Linked DNA regions of Rattus norvegicus: region 2 is linked to region 1. The links are chromatin contacts, called in public Hi-C maps. All regions are on one chromosome and are shown on one strand. Each heading gives the region's core, a stretch centred on a gene start, on an enhancer-like site or on the middle of the called end of the contact. The rest is flanking DNA. Distances are from core to core; before and after follow the strand shown. Region 1 holds the start of Ube2e2 (ubiquitin-conjugating enzyme E2E 2). Region 2 overlaps LOC120096911 (a long non-coding RNA gene).

Region 1 (6,962 bases), core at 1,246-3,745:
CTCTGCACCTGGAGGTGGAGCTTCTGAGTCCTCCCCCATCCCCCCACATCTATATCGGCATTTTGATCCATTCGGTTCTATGCAGGCAGCCACACTTTTGAGTCTATAGGTAAATCATCCCTACCATGCCCCGAGACATTGTTTTGCTGCAGTCCTCCACGTCTTCTGGCTCCTAAATGCTTTCTTCGGCCTCCTCACCTTCCTTAGGCTTCCTTAGACTTCCACACTGAGGTCTTGGGGCATAGCTGTTGTGTTAGAAATGTCACATTTTGTGATAGATACTCACTGTCATAAGCCTGGGGTCGTGGCTTTCTGGAGTAATGATCAGCAGACATTTTAGACAACAAGATCAGCGGAATTCACTAATGGTTGAATGTAGAGGGTGAAACTGACAAGGGTAAGGAGCAGGAAGTCCTGTGAGGACCAGCATTCGTTTTCTTTCACAGTCATATTCCTACCTATACTCAGTAAACAAGCGCCTGGCCCATGATAGTTAGGTATTCCTAGGATGAATGATAAGGGTGAATAGGACTTATAGTCCCGTTTTGAATTTTGTAAAATATCAGCTAAAACATCTGCAGATCAACAAATGCAGCGAAGTTCTTCAATCCTATCCCCTGAGTGGAAACTGACATCACTGCATCCCCAGGCCCCACTGCCAGTGACGGAACTACAAAACGACTTGACAGCGGCTGGGGCAGAAGCACGCTTCCTCATGAAACATTCACTGTAAGCCAACAGCACACACAGAAGCGTAGGCTACCAGGGGCACAGGGTAGAGTTCAGTGGCAGAACTCCTGTGCCTGCTTAGCCTGTTGAAGCCCTGGGTCCAATCCCAGCATCAAAACAAAACAATTTTTAAAGAGTTTCAAAACACAACCAAGTCTTCCCTATGTCTGTACTCTTGAAACGATCAGGATATTTGCAAACCGAGAACGTGCAAAGATTCCATGAGGGAAGATAATTTATATAGACACTTAAGACTGTCTGTGAAATACTGTATTTGATAATATTTAAACATGATGCATTTCTACTAACACACTGTACTAGTACATGTATTAGTATTCTCCTAATACACCATGAGACAGCTGTACGTGGCCACACAAACCAGAAAACCAGGTTTCACCATTTCCAACCCTCCCTCCCAAACATTCTTGAGCTGACATTCCTAAGGACAAAGGTGCTGTTATTTTTCCTCAGTGGTGAGTTCCAGGCTAGACACCATTAGCTGCTTGGGGCAGTTTTCAGTGACTTAATTAGTTAAAAGCCAACTCTTGAAGAATGCATCTCGTGGAAGCATTTTCTGTTCCAGAAGCCGGTTCTGGGTCTTGTATTGCTCTAGTCTCTGGCGTCTTTTTTCACTAGTTCTTGATTGACTCAGGGCTTCACATTCTCATGGTGGCCTATGGCCACCTGTTAGGTGTTAGGCTGTTAGGCTGGGTTCCCCATGGTTTCCTATGTATTGGCTATCACTGTTCAAGTGTCTTGGAGCGTAATGGGTCTTCCCCTCTCATCCGTGAGAATGGAGGTCCCAGCCCTTTCTGTTGGGCAGAACTACTGCATGGGCTCAACCGCTCCCAAGAATCCTCACAGAAGTTAAGAGTAGTCTTAGATCTTAGCTGTTATGATAGGCTGGAGGGCCGTGTGTGTGTGTGTGTGTGTGTGTGTGTGTGTGTGTGTGTGTGTGTGTGTGGGTGGTGGTGGTGGTGGTGGTGGTGATGAGGTGAGTTCATGGGTGCTGAGTTAACCCAGAATGTGCAATTTTTTCTTCAGTGCCTATTTTGGGCTACAATGACTGGGAAACCTGATATTCCTCAGGCCACTCACAGCACAGCTACTGTCCCACGCGGGTCTTTCAGTGGCAGCCTCCCACTCACTCTGATAGTGCTGCACCCTTCGCCCCGCCCCGCCCCGCCCTCCGCAGCCTCCCAGGGTGGCAGCCAGCATTCCTGGACAGAACTAGGCTCAGCAGGACCTTTCCTGCAGCAGTTATGGGGTAAAGCGAGGCTTCATCCGGGCCCACGCGAAGTTTCCCAACCGCGGGGCAGGTGGGTCCTGCACGAGCACAAGCTGGTGGGTGCATGGTGTGTGTGGGTCGGGGGGGAGGGGGTCTCCCTACCCTTCATCCAACTCCGCCGCACTGCACCCTCCTGAAACGCACCCCCACCCCTTAGCCCGCGTGTCCCTTTAATGCGTGTCCCTTTACTGCGCGCGCTCGTCAAGGTCCTCGCGTCCCTCCCTTCGCGCCGCCGTCGAGCCTCGATTTCCCTCCTCCATTTCCCTTCGCCCTAACCCGCCTTTACCGGGCCCAGGACTCAGCTGTCACTTTACTTTTGCGCGCGCACCTTACTGGTCCCCCCCGCGCGCGGGCACGCGCCGGCGGGGGCGGGGCCAAAGCGCGTCGCGGGCTCGCGGGCGCGGCACCGCGAGGCCGACGTGGGGCTCGCGCTGTCGCGGGCTCTCGGGGCAGGCAGGGCGAGTGCGCGCTTGGGAGGGGGCGCGCGCGGACGGCGGGCGGCGGCGGCAGCGGCGGCTCGCGGAGGCGGCGGCTTCACTCCCGGACTCGGCGTCCGAGCCGCGGCTGGAGCGCGGGCGGCGCCGCGAGGTGAGTAGGCGCGGGCGGGCGGGCGTGGCCGCGGCCGGAGCCCCGGCGTAGGGCGCGCGGGGACCCCACGCGGCGAGGGGCAGACCGGCGAGATCCCCGCCCCCGCCGCGGCCTCGGCTCGGGCGCGCGCCCGCGGCCCCGCAGGCCTCCCTGGCCCTGCGCGTGCCCGCTGGGGCCCGCGCGCCCCTCCCCCCTCCCGCAGAGTGTGGCCCTCCTTCGCCTTCGAGGACCTGTCCTCTCCCCTCCCGCGCCCACCGCAGCCAGGAACTAAGTCTCCGCAAAGTCCAGGATGGATGTCGCGGTGCAAAGTGCCCGGCTGTCCCGAGCTCTTCCCTAATTGCATAATTGCTACACGAGGTGTCCAAGCGGGCGAGGGCCCGCCCGGGAATACCGGCTGAGTGTGTGCGTGATGCCCCGGGGTGGGGGGCGTCACACTGGTCTTTTGTAATGCCTGGTGCTTGGCACAGTTTGGCTCCGAAGCCGGTTTTCCTCTGGCTTCTCTGCAGCCCCCACTGGCCTGATTGGAAACTGGATTCCCTCTGTCCCCCCACCCCCACCCACCCCCTTCTTTGCTCCTAATGTTTTGATCCATTTGCCTTTTTCCAATTCTAATGAACATAAAGCCTGGCTTCTTGCGTCTTTTCCCACGACTAACCAGAAATGCCCCATCCATCTTCCCTAAAGGAAATTAAGGCCGCATTAGAGAGACATCATCACCCTGGGCTTGGTGGCAGCTCTTGGACCCATTTGCTGGTTTGCAAGACTCTTATCGTCCAACCCTGCATTGTGTCATTTTGAGGGTCTACTCGAGTATTTCCATTTTAAAGTACAAAAGAATTTGCTAGGACTTGCCTCTGATTGCCTTACTGTTCAGAAAGATTTTTAAGAGCTCGTCTTAGTTTTAAATCCTTGCATTTTGAAAAACACGCTCTAGAGATGCGATAACCAAGTCCGAGTCTTGGGAATCTAAATATTTGTCTTTACTCAGGCAGTCAGGATGCTCCTGGGCGCTTTGCAGTTTCGTTTGTGTGCGATGAAGATGGAGTGTTTTCATATGCCGTACCTTGAGCTCTTTCCCCTAGGGCACAGCACTTCCCCCAGTCAGGTGCTCCACTTTTATTTTTCGAATAAATATCTTTTCAGTCACTTGGAAAGCTGGGTAGCGCTACATGATCGGCACATAACATACAACATTTCACGTTTTGGAAAAGTTCAGAAATCCCAAGTAGAGAAACCGGGACGTCAACGACAAGTTCACATTTTCCTGTCGGAGCAGCACAAATGAATTCTTGCTTTCCTGAGCTTTTGAAAATCTTGATATTTGGTGATTTGGATAGTAATGTGGACTGCAGTACTGTTGCTTTCCTCGCTGGGATTTGCAGCCAGATCCTTTAGTTTTTCTGAAACAGGCTACTTTCACTCTCTATGTGCTGGCAGGGAATTTCCAGAACCCCATGACATCACAGAGCGTATAGTCAACAAAGCTTAGAAAATGAGTGTTTCAATTCTTAAATGTAATGCATTTATGTTTAGTTAGGGACTACGGTTTGCTCTGAATCTGAAGTAAAAATACCACTTGAGGTGCCTTAAGTTCTTTGAAACTGTCGTTGGAGGATGCATTTGTGTTTAGTGAGATCCCTGGAACCTAGCTTCCTTCTAGATTAGGGAATTAGCTCTTTAGGAATTAATTTTAAAATGCTAGTAAAGATAATATGTGGAAGTTTTAATGCAGGAGCCTACTCATTTATACTTTAGAGAGACGAGACACCAATTTGACACAGAGTTAATTTGAATTATCTATAGAGGGTCTCCTCTCATATGAATTAATTGTCCCAGAGTACACGATCACGTTGTCCCCTTTTTTTCTGTAATCCAGCAGAGAGTCTCTTAACTTTTGACATTTGAAAATGGGATACAGAGCCTTTGTTTCTGAATGGTTTTTGTAGTGCTTATCAGTGGCCTCAGGAGGATCTGTCATTAGTAGGTAAAACTTTGGGTCAGATAAGGTATCTTAGATGAAAAGTAGAAACGACTTTTTTAAGCTGTAAAACTATAGAAGCGATGCTTCTGTTTAGCCATTTCAGAAGATTCTGGGGAAGTGTTCTGTATGGAACCCAGGCCTTAACATACATGCTTGGCAGGCGCTCTGGAACTGAGCCCCATCCCCCAGACCTTCAGTAGTAGTTTTAGTCCTTTACTCTTCTGGTCTTCTGCTGTAGTCATGGATGTTTCAGTTTCAGGTTGTAGCCCACTACATCACAGAGTGGCCTATTCAGTAACTGTAGAGTTTACACATTATCAGGTGTGCACATAAAGAGTATCGAAACGAGTGCGCACTTCACGACTGACTCAGCACACAGCAGTCATAGCCGTGGCCGCAGTGTAAGGGAGCCACTTTCCTGCAGTTCTGGTGTCTGCCGTGTGATGGATTGCCTCAGGTTTCAGATACATAGAACAGTTTCTCACTGATTTCACATCTCTTAAGAGTGCCCACGGTGTCCTGCCCCTGAGAGCATCTAATCCTAAGAATGCTTCTTTCTGTTTCCCTATACACCTGCTTATCCAGCAAGCTATAGGGTACCTACTTACAAGGCTTTTAACTTTAGGTATATTTTAGCTCAAAGAAGCAAGCTGAGAAAGAGTACAAATATTAAACCCAAGTAATGAGAAGGTTAAAGTCAAATAAGAAACCCTAAGAAATATGCTCAGACTTTTTGAGCTAGACGGGAAACATAACTGACATAAAATTTCAGTGTTCTATTAAGTGACTTTATTGCTCATAAAAGGTGTCTTAGCCATGGAGAATGATGCCCTCCATTTACAGGAGAGGTGGGAGCACAGGCCGGATGTCTTGTGAGTGTTTGACAGCTATTCAAACAGCCTTACTGTTTGTTATGAACAAAGGGACTAGGATGAGGGTGGTGACGTCACATGTAGTGTCTTTGGACGCGTCATCATCACTGTGCTTCCCGATTCTCCCAGGCCTTTGCTGTACGTATCTGTTTTATAAGTTTGTCGTATAAAACTTCCGGTCTGTTGAAGGCCTGCATTTAGAAGAGCTACCATGGTTTTGAACCAACTCCAGGTTGAACCAATGATGATGAAAGCTGATCAGGGTTATTAGGTCATGTCTTTGAACTAGGTAATGATAGGTAATAAATTGTGTTTGAAGTGAAATGTTTCTGTGTGCATTGAAGCTTCCTCTTGACCATGTCAACAGCGTTTATTTCAAAGTCTCAATTTAAGGGTAACCAAAAAGGGTCCTTTTCAAGAGGACTTTGGATAAAACTCCCTCTCTCCCTCTTCCTCTCCCTCTCCTTCCCTTCTTTCTCCCTCTCTCCCTCTTCCTCTCCCTCTCCTTCCCTTCTTTCTCTCTCCCTCTCCTCCTCTCTCTCTCTCTCTCTCCCTCTCCCTCTTCTCTCTCTCTCTCTCTCTCCCTCTCCCTCTTCTCTCTCTCTCTCTCTCCCTCTCCCTCTCTCTCTCCCTCTCCCCCCTCCTCTCTCTCTCTCTCTCTCTCTCTCTCTCTCTCTCTCTCCCTCCCTCCCTCCCTCCCTCCCTCCCTCCCTCCCTCTCCCATGTATGTGTGTGCGGGGTGTTTTGCTCTTGATGAGGATGATGGCGGTGGTGGTGGTGATGGCTCTAGTCATAGGCAGTCTCATTTTTCAAAGACCTGTCTGAGCTCTAGGTATCCGATACCCAAAGTGATCGCTGGTGGCTCGAGGCCCTGTAGCGTCTGAGCATGACCTTCTGTCAGTTCAGTTCTAGGTCTGTCAGCTTGTTAAGTCACACAGGGTGGGATAGTAAGGATCAAACTGGGGCTGATTGTGCTGAAATGAGAAGGGCTCTATCCTTTTCCCTCAGCACATTTTCGTGTCTGCTATCTGGGTTATAACGGCTACCCAGGTATCAAAGTATTGAGGAAATTGAGTTGGTAATCAGAGCTGCTCTGGGGGCATGAACTCAGAGCAAAGTGAATTTCAAACCTCGAGGGAGATTTCCTCCAGACTAGGAAAAAGGAATCCTTCAGTGTCTCCTTCCAGTCTCTATCTCTTGTGCAACTCTGTTCGCTAGTGGAGCTGGGTCAGTGCCCACACCCTCCTAAGCTTCAGTTCTTATTTGGGACCACGTGGCCTCTGTTCTGTTATCACAAAGGTTACTTAAAACAACTTTCCAGCTGAGAGGACTTGAAGCTTGGCCCAGTTCTGAGGATATACCGATTGGATATTAGCATGACGGTACCCCTATCTCTCAGTCCTGTGCCTGTTTGCGCCAACTTGTCAAGATACTTTACAGTTCTCTTTACCTGTCTGGACTTCTCAAAGCTGAGCCCAAAGTGCTTCACCCAGTACCTGTAAAA
Region 2 (6,768 bases), core at 1,530-4,029, 320 kb after region 1:
CAAGGCTTCCTTTCCCCGGAGTGACAAATGTTCTTTTTCTAGTGCGTGTGCTAGAGTGAAAACGACTTGTTCTCCTCAGCATGGGAACTCGCCTTCTCAGTGAGAGAGCTGCTGCGGGTGGAAGCAATAGAGACCCATCTATTCTCAACCTGTATCATCTGAGGGAGGTGGGCGGGCAGAGAGGGGCCCTTCTCCCCAAGATGCATTGCTGGAAGAGAGCTTCCTAAGACAGGACCAGGCTGGGAGCTGGCGAGGTAAGAGGGCCAAGGGAAGGTAACACTTCATAACACAGAGCCAGAGAGGCAGTAGATGAGGCAGGATATAGCTCACAGCCCACACTTTTAAGATTTCATAGACTTTCTTGAGTGACCGCTCCTGTTTCCTGTAGGTCCTTTTAAATTTTTCTAGGTTTTTTTTTTTTTTACTGCCCCCTCCCATTTTCCCCTCCTTAGCTGTGAGTGTCTGAAAAGCCTGCTAAGCTCCCTTCTCATCCCAGAAGTCCTGGCTCTGCCTGCATACTTTGATCTTGAGAGTTAATTGGGTTGATGAGTGATGGCTCCCTCCGCTGGGGAAGACCAAAAGCTAAGACAGTCATTAAGAGCAGAGAGGAAGAAGTAATGACTGGTGGGTGTCACCTAAAACCAGCAGTTTCTTAATAAAAATTCTGGTTGCCTCTTAAAATTCAAAGTGGCACCATGCGCTCCCTCGCTTCTACCTGCTACCGATCTGGCCTGGCATTGCGTTCATACAAAGGTGTAATATAGTGTTGAAGTCAGCAGGAAAGACATTGGACAAATGAGGACATGGGTCCCAAGAGGACAGGACGGCATGCTATTCCGGCTTTCCAATTGTTCTGAATGAAATGAGAAATAAGAACCAAACAACAGATGATGTCTTTCAATCGGTCTTTCCAAGGCAGCCATGGCTTAGGGTAGCACACTTTACTCCTTACTCAGCCATGTCCACCCAGGTTTACGTCCCCCGAAGAATATGCTTTCTTTCCTGAGTCACAGAGTCTCAGACAAAGAGATCAGTTAGAACATTCTAGCACATCAGCAAAAATTGTGAATTCCAATCCAAATGCAATTTGAAGTTTAAAGACACTTGAAAACGTTTGAAAATTAAAAAAAAAAAAATTCTACCTTAAAGTGGTTACTATATCAGTTTTGTTTTTAAAAATGTTTGGGAAGTACTTCTTTGAGGCTGATGAAACCACAGTATTTAATGATCTGTGCTATACTTGTTCTGCTGACATGGTTGTGCCTGAGTCTCCCAAGCTGTGAATTAATTTTTCTAAAAATCGATATAAATCTAACAGAGCACTTCGAATTTCCGTCCACAGAACTTCCAGGTTTTTTTTTTCTATAACCTAAGTGTGTAGCATGTAGATATGACTACAGTCTGAAGACGGTTTTGATAATTTTGTCCATTCCATGTCCCTACGTGTCTCAGCCATAGGTGACTGGGCAGCTGTCTCATAATGCTTATAGCAACCTGCCAGATGTTTACAGGAACGTTCTAGAAAACTATAGAATGCTAAAATGTAATCTCTGGGGAAACCGAGGTGAGGAAAATATTCACTGTTTTTTTCCCCTAGAGTTCAGTATCAGGAACTAGTTTTAGATAGAAAAGTAAACTCCGGTTCTTGTCTGGAGAGGTGGCCCAGTGTCTAAGAGAGGGCACTACATTGCCCAGGACCCACATCAAGATAGCTCATAACTATGCATTGTAACTCCAGTTCCAGGCCACCTAATGCCTTCATCTGGCCTCACCTCATTAAAATTAGGAAGCAGACAGGAAGGGGCTTCCAGGAAGACCCTCAAGGACTCAGTTCCTCCATTTAGACTCTGCTTCCTAACAGCCAGTTGGTCTGTGAATCCCTCAGTGGATTGATCACTGTACTCGGTTGAGACTCCTGTGATTGAGTCACTGCTCAATAGTGCCACCCTCTGGGGCTTGTTTCTTTAACGCATGAGCCTTGGGGACTGTAGGAACTTCACGCCCAAAACCAACAGAGACAGAAGCTGTGTGGTGTAATCTCTGAAGAGACCGATTCACTTGCCCAAGTTCAAGAAGGGAGTGATGTAGTCTAAAAACTTCAGGAAGCATTCGTCTCTCGAAAATCCAAAGGAAAGACTGTACTCCCCTGAGAGGAACTGGGGAGAGACTAGGTGAGTTTGCTGATGGGGGAGGCTGACCCACGTCTCCCTCAAAACCTATACACTGACATCCTAGTCTGCAGAACGACAGGCTGTAACTGTGTCCCGGAGATGAGGCTTTAAAGAGGTAATTAAGTTAAAACGAGGTTGTTGGGGTGGGGCCTAGCCCAATCTGACTGGGGTCCTAATAAGAAAATGGGATGAGGACAGAGAGATGGCCCCAGGACTAGGCAGCCTGAGAGCAGCCATCTGGGAAGCAAGGTCAGTGAGCTTGGAGGAAACTAGCCCATCGAGGTGCCTTGGACTGGCAGCCTCCAGGATGGTGAATAAAGCTCTCAAGTTAAAGTCCCTGGCCCTTGGTGTCACGTAATGGCAACTGGCAGAGACTAATCTGGAGTGGCAAGGCCTGAGGCAAGACTGAGTGAGCAGAGCTCACAGGGAGACCTGGTAGGAAGCACCAAGTGGACTGTGCAGGGGCTGCTAACTCAGAGATGTCCAGAACTGGGTGTGAACCCAGTTTGTGCCTGGGTTCTGGGCCCAGAAGTCAGATGCACAAGAAAGGCCACAAGAAAGCTGGAGACAGCTTCAAGCTCGGTCTGATGAGTCATCTACATTTTTATGAAAACAGTGATTCGTTTTCGATGACTGCAAATCAACCGCCCAGGGGCTGGAGAGAAGTCCAGCTGCTAAGAACACTTGCTGCTCTTCCTCGGGATCCCAGTTTGCTTCCCAACACCCAGACCAGGCGCTCACAACCACCTTCAGTCCCACGTGACCCCACACCCTTTTCTGGCCTCCTTGGGCACTGCATGCACATGGTACATTTAACACACATCCAGGCAAAACACTCATACACATAAACTAAAAATAAACTTTTTTTTTTTTTAAATCCAAAGACTCTACTCTAAAGCTAAGCTAGAGCTTTGGCTTCTGTAAAAAAACTAGAAGAGCCCTGTGAGCTTCCTCAGAGGTCAGGAGCCAGGACTGACTTCTCCATTTTGTAAGTACAATGCAAACACGTGACATCACACTATGAACTGCAGGTGAGAAAGGCAAGCAAGGCCTACGCAAGCATCTCTTTGAAATTTAGGGGTTGAAAGGCTTTACAGTCATGTGTATCCTGCCATTACAATACAAGGGGTGTGATTCACCCGCTGACTTTGTTGGTAGCGATTTATGGTGGAAGAAGTTACATAATTAGCCATACCCAGCAGCCCTGGAAGCTTCCAATATCCCAGAAAGAGCCTTTAAAGGGCTTTTGTGATCTTAAGCTGGTTTTTTTTTTTTTTTATAGTTGTTTCTATTTCCAGAAGACATTGGAAATAGCTTTAAGTATATGTGTGTGCTCAATGTCTAACACTCAGATACACACGGCAGCTAAGTCTCTCCTTCAGTGCAAAGGAAACTTGCTGTAATTCGAACTTCGAACAAGAGAGCCTCTGTTACTCTTGCTGGGGGGCGGGGGAGGGGGGTCTTGGTTGTAGTTCTAGGCCTTGGAGAAACAACACTCCCAGTTGTTCATGTTCTTCACACAGGATGCCTGAGACAGAATTAGCAACAACAATTACTGTTCAGATCTGGCTTGCCTTTTTTTTTTCCTTCCAAGGCGCTTTGCATATTTTATGGAGAAGTCTCAGTTGAATTAAAAGACTGAGGAAGCTGGAGTCTCTTCCTAGGCCTGAGGAGCTTCTGTTAGAGAAGTCTGGGGCCAGTTGCTCACACCAAAACTTCACTGGAACTTAGTAGTGTCCGGCAGGCCAGGCTTCAAACAATACCCCCAAGTCTTTGATTCCTCTTATCTCAAATTCTTTAGCTGGCAGCGCTAAGAAATTATATCACTATCTTGTAATTGCACACACACACACACACACACACACACACACATACATGCACACAAGCAGCACATACACATACATGCACACAAGCAACACACACACACACACACACACACACACACACACTGCTCTTCTGATGTTCTGGAGGTGGGGCAGGGGAGGGGAGGAGACCTCACCCTCACTTTCTATGCCTTCCTGGATCAATACCCTTGATCCACTTTGCCCCTGATTTCCTGCAGGCATCCTCTCTGGGGCCTGCTTTTTTCCCTCTGGCCAGCTAGTGCAATATCTATCAAGGATGTGGTAATACTGATCATCTGTCATCCGTCTGCCACCTTCTGGAAGTCCTGCCTTGTTCTATTGAAGACAGGAATCCACCAGGCAGGGCTAGGCACTGCTGTCTGCCTGCAGTCATAGAATTTTAAGGGGAGCATTTATAGAGGCCTCACTATGCTGAGGTGTGTGTGTGTGTGTGTGTGTGTGTGTGTGTGTGTGTGTGTAGTTACCTCCCCAAACTGTCACCTCTATATATACCAGGGCACTTACAGATCAGGAAACTAGGGCTCACATTTACACCCAGTCACAGGGCAGCAAAGAGCAGCACTGACTACTGAACCCAGGCAACCTGAGCCTTGCAGGCTTAAAGGCATTCGTGTATTAACAAGAATTGCTTATGCATTTAGTTACGCAAGCCCCACCCTGTTCCAGAAAGGATTTCCCGTGGTTCTCAAAAACACCTGAAGATCAGTGTAAGATTAGCAGAGTGAGTCAGGACAACGGGACTTGAGGACAAGAAGGACGAAATAGCCCAGCAGAGGCCTGGGGTGAAGGAAGAGGCTGTGCTCAGCTCACCAGTGCCTCTGTGCTACTTGGCCTCTTCAGGGAGTTTGCTGTCGGCAGTGCGGACTCCCGTATCCTACATCGGACAGTATTTATTCGAGTCTGACTCTAAAGACAAGTGTCCTCTTCTCTGTCCTCTTCTCTGGGGAGGGAGAGGAGCTCCATGGCTGAGCCCTGTTGGCAAAGGTTTCTCTGCAAGGTAGGGCTGAGTCTTTAAAAGGCCCTACTTCCTGGGGCAGGGTAGCCCCTCTCAGAGCTTACTCAGCTGCTGAGCTGTAAGGCTCTGCCCTGAATGGGGTAGGGAACGCTGTGGAAGACGCCAAGGTCCTTCAGCTGTTTCAGGCAGGCACAGTCAATTCAGTAGGAGGCAGGTTTTTTCCAGGCAAGTAATTGGTGGAATGCTTGCCTTGCATGTGTAAGGGTCCACCAAAATCGGAAAGGACACTCGTGGGCTAGCTTCTTTGGCTCCAGATCTTTTTTTTCCCCCAGAAAAAAAGGTGTATGCTCTATACCCTAACTAACTTATATCTATTTTTTAAATAGAGGTTCAAACAACAACAAAAAATGAGTGAATATATGGTTTTAGACTTTGAAATCGCAACTAATAACTCCCTTTCTCAAAGCTTTTCTAGTGTATAGATAGGAGGTCAGGGACCGTGTCTGTTGGGAGAGAAACTGATTTCAAATAACAGAAACTGGCAACCCACATGGCGGGATGGATTCAGGTGTCTCAAAAATGCAGATGACAGGACAAGATGAGACGTGCACTTTGCTGTCAGCTTGCTTGTAGGCTCTAGAAAGGGACAACGGGGGTAGCCTGCAGACATGATGCTAGAAGAGGGAGCAGTGGAAGGTCTGGGGTTCGGGGTTGGGGGGTAGACCTGGTTAGGGTTTCAAATCTCAGCCGGTGCCTGGACAGAACACACCCAGCCACCATGGTTCTACGTGGAGAGATTTAATGAGAGAAGAGTAGAAGAGCGGAAAGGCGGCCGGCCATGGGCCTGTGGAGTGGGGAAGGGGGCAAGAGCATCGAAGAACAAAGAGCAAGAGAGAAGTAAGAGGGTAAGAGAGGGCAAGCAGCCCCTTTTATAGTGTCAGGCACAGCTGGCTGTTGCCAGGCAACTGTGGGGCGGAGCATACCTGGCTGTTCCCAGGTAGCTGTGAGGGCGGAGCTTAGGCAGAATACCAACAGACTTCACTCTCTCTGCCTTCCTGATCAGGCCATGGACTCCGGAACAGGGCCAGAGCTGACAGGGTTTCCCATCACAAGGAAGGGGCCTGCAGCGGAGGGAGCTAGGCATCAGCGTCGGCATCAGTATGCTATGAGTCTTCCAGGAGTGGACCCCAGCAGTGCTCCGGATGGCATCACGAGGGATGAACCACGGTCAGGTTCGACCTTCCATAGCGATGGAATGGGTCCTCATTAGGTATGTGTTTAGTGGCCCCAAGGCCAGGGTCACCCACTTTCCACATGCTTCCAAGGCCCAGGAGCCACCCTAGCCATTATATCTCCTGCCACGGGGAGAAAAGTAGAGTGGTCATGTCCATCAGACAACAGACCTTTCAGAAGCCTCTCGGAAATCATTTCTCATGTCTCACTCACCAGAACTTGGTCGTGCCGGAAAGTGGCTTAGGGAGAAGGAACCAGGAAAGGTGTTGAGTTGGGCGTAACACCGGTACACCACCTGATGCTACCACTGAGCCCTGAAGAAGGCTAGTGGGTGTCTCCAGCCCACAGAGATGCTACACTGAACAGCTAAACCTGTCTTCATATGCTATGCTTTAACAGGATCTCTGGACGTGCAGCGTGGAAGTCTCTAGAAAGCTTCCTCTAGGTCATCTTGGTACAGCATACCACACAAGTTAGAGAGTTTACACTTCCCCTCTCATGAGTGTATTTATATTTTCCAGGAAGAGCTAAAACTATGGACTTG

The links. Hi-C and Micro-C count contacts between places; a contact is called where the count stands out from the background.
Region 2: a Hi-C map of the A7r5 cell line shows a contact between it and region 1, with 4 times the contacts expected there. The contact joins the enhancer-like site here to the promoter of Ube2e2 in region 1. A contact is called at or near these places in 3 of 12 Hi-C or Micro-C datasets (the A7r5 cell line, frontal cortex and hepatocytes).

What each region holds. Positions count from the first base shown.
Region 1 is chr15:9,409,125-9,416,086 of GRCr8, forward strand. Ube2e2 (ubiquitin-conjugating enzyme E2E 2) reads left to right here and starts at 2,496. Exons shown (of 6, transcript NM_001399661.1): 1 at 2,496-2,605. LOC120096910 (a long non-coding RNA gene) reads right to left here and starts at 1,888. Exons shown (of 4, transcript XR_010058091.1): 1 at 125-1,888.
Region 2 is chr15:9,724,017-9,730,784 of GRCr8, forward strand. It overlaps LOC120096911 (a long non-coding RNA gene), which reads left to right. Exons shown (of 2, transcript XR_005493832.2): 1 at 1-2,171; 2 at 6,055-6,768. Among named protein-coding and RNA genes, the nearest start is that of Trnas-aga36, 89 kb to the right of the region's middle. Within about 2 kb of position 2,780, at least 14 of the 93 cell types and tissues checked have an H3K27ac peak or open chromatin away from gene starts, as enhancers often do. A contact at or near this core is called in the A7r5 cell line, where this site is marked.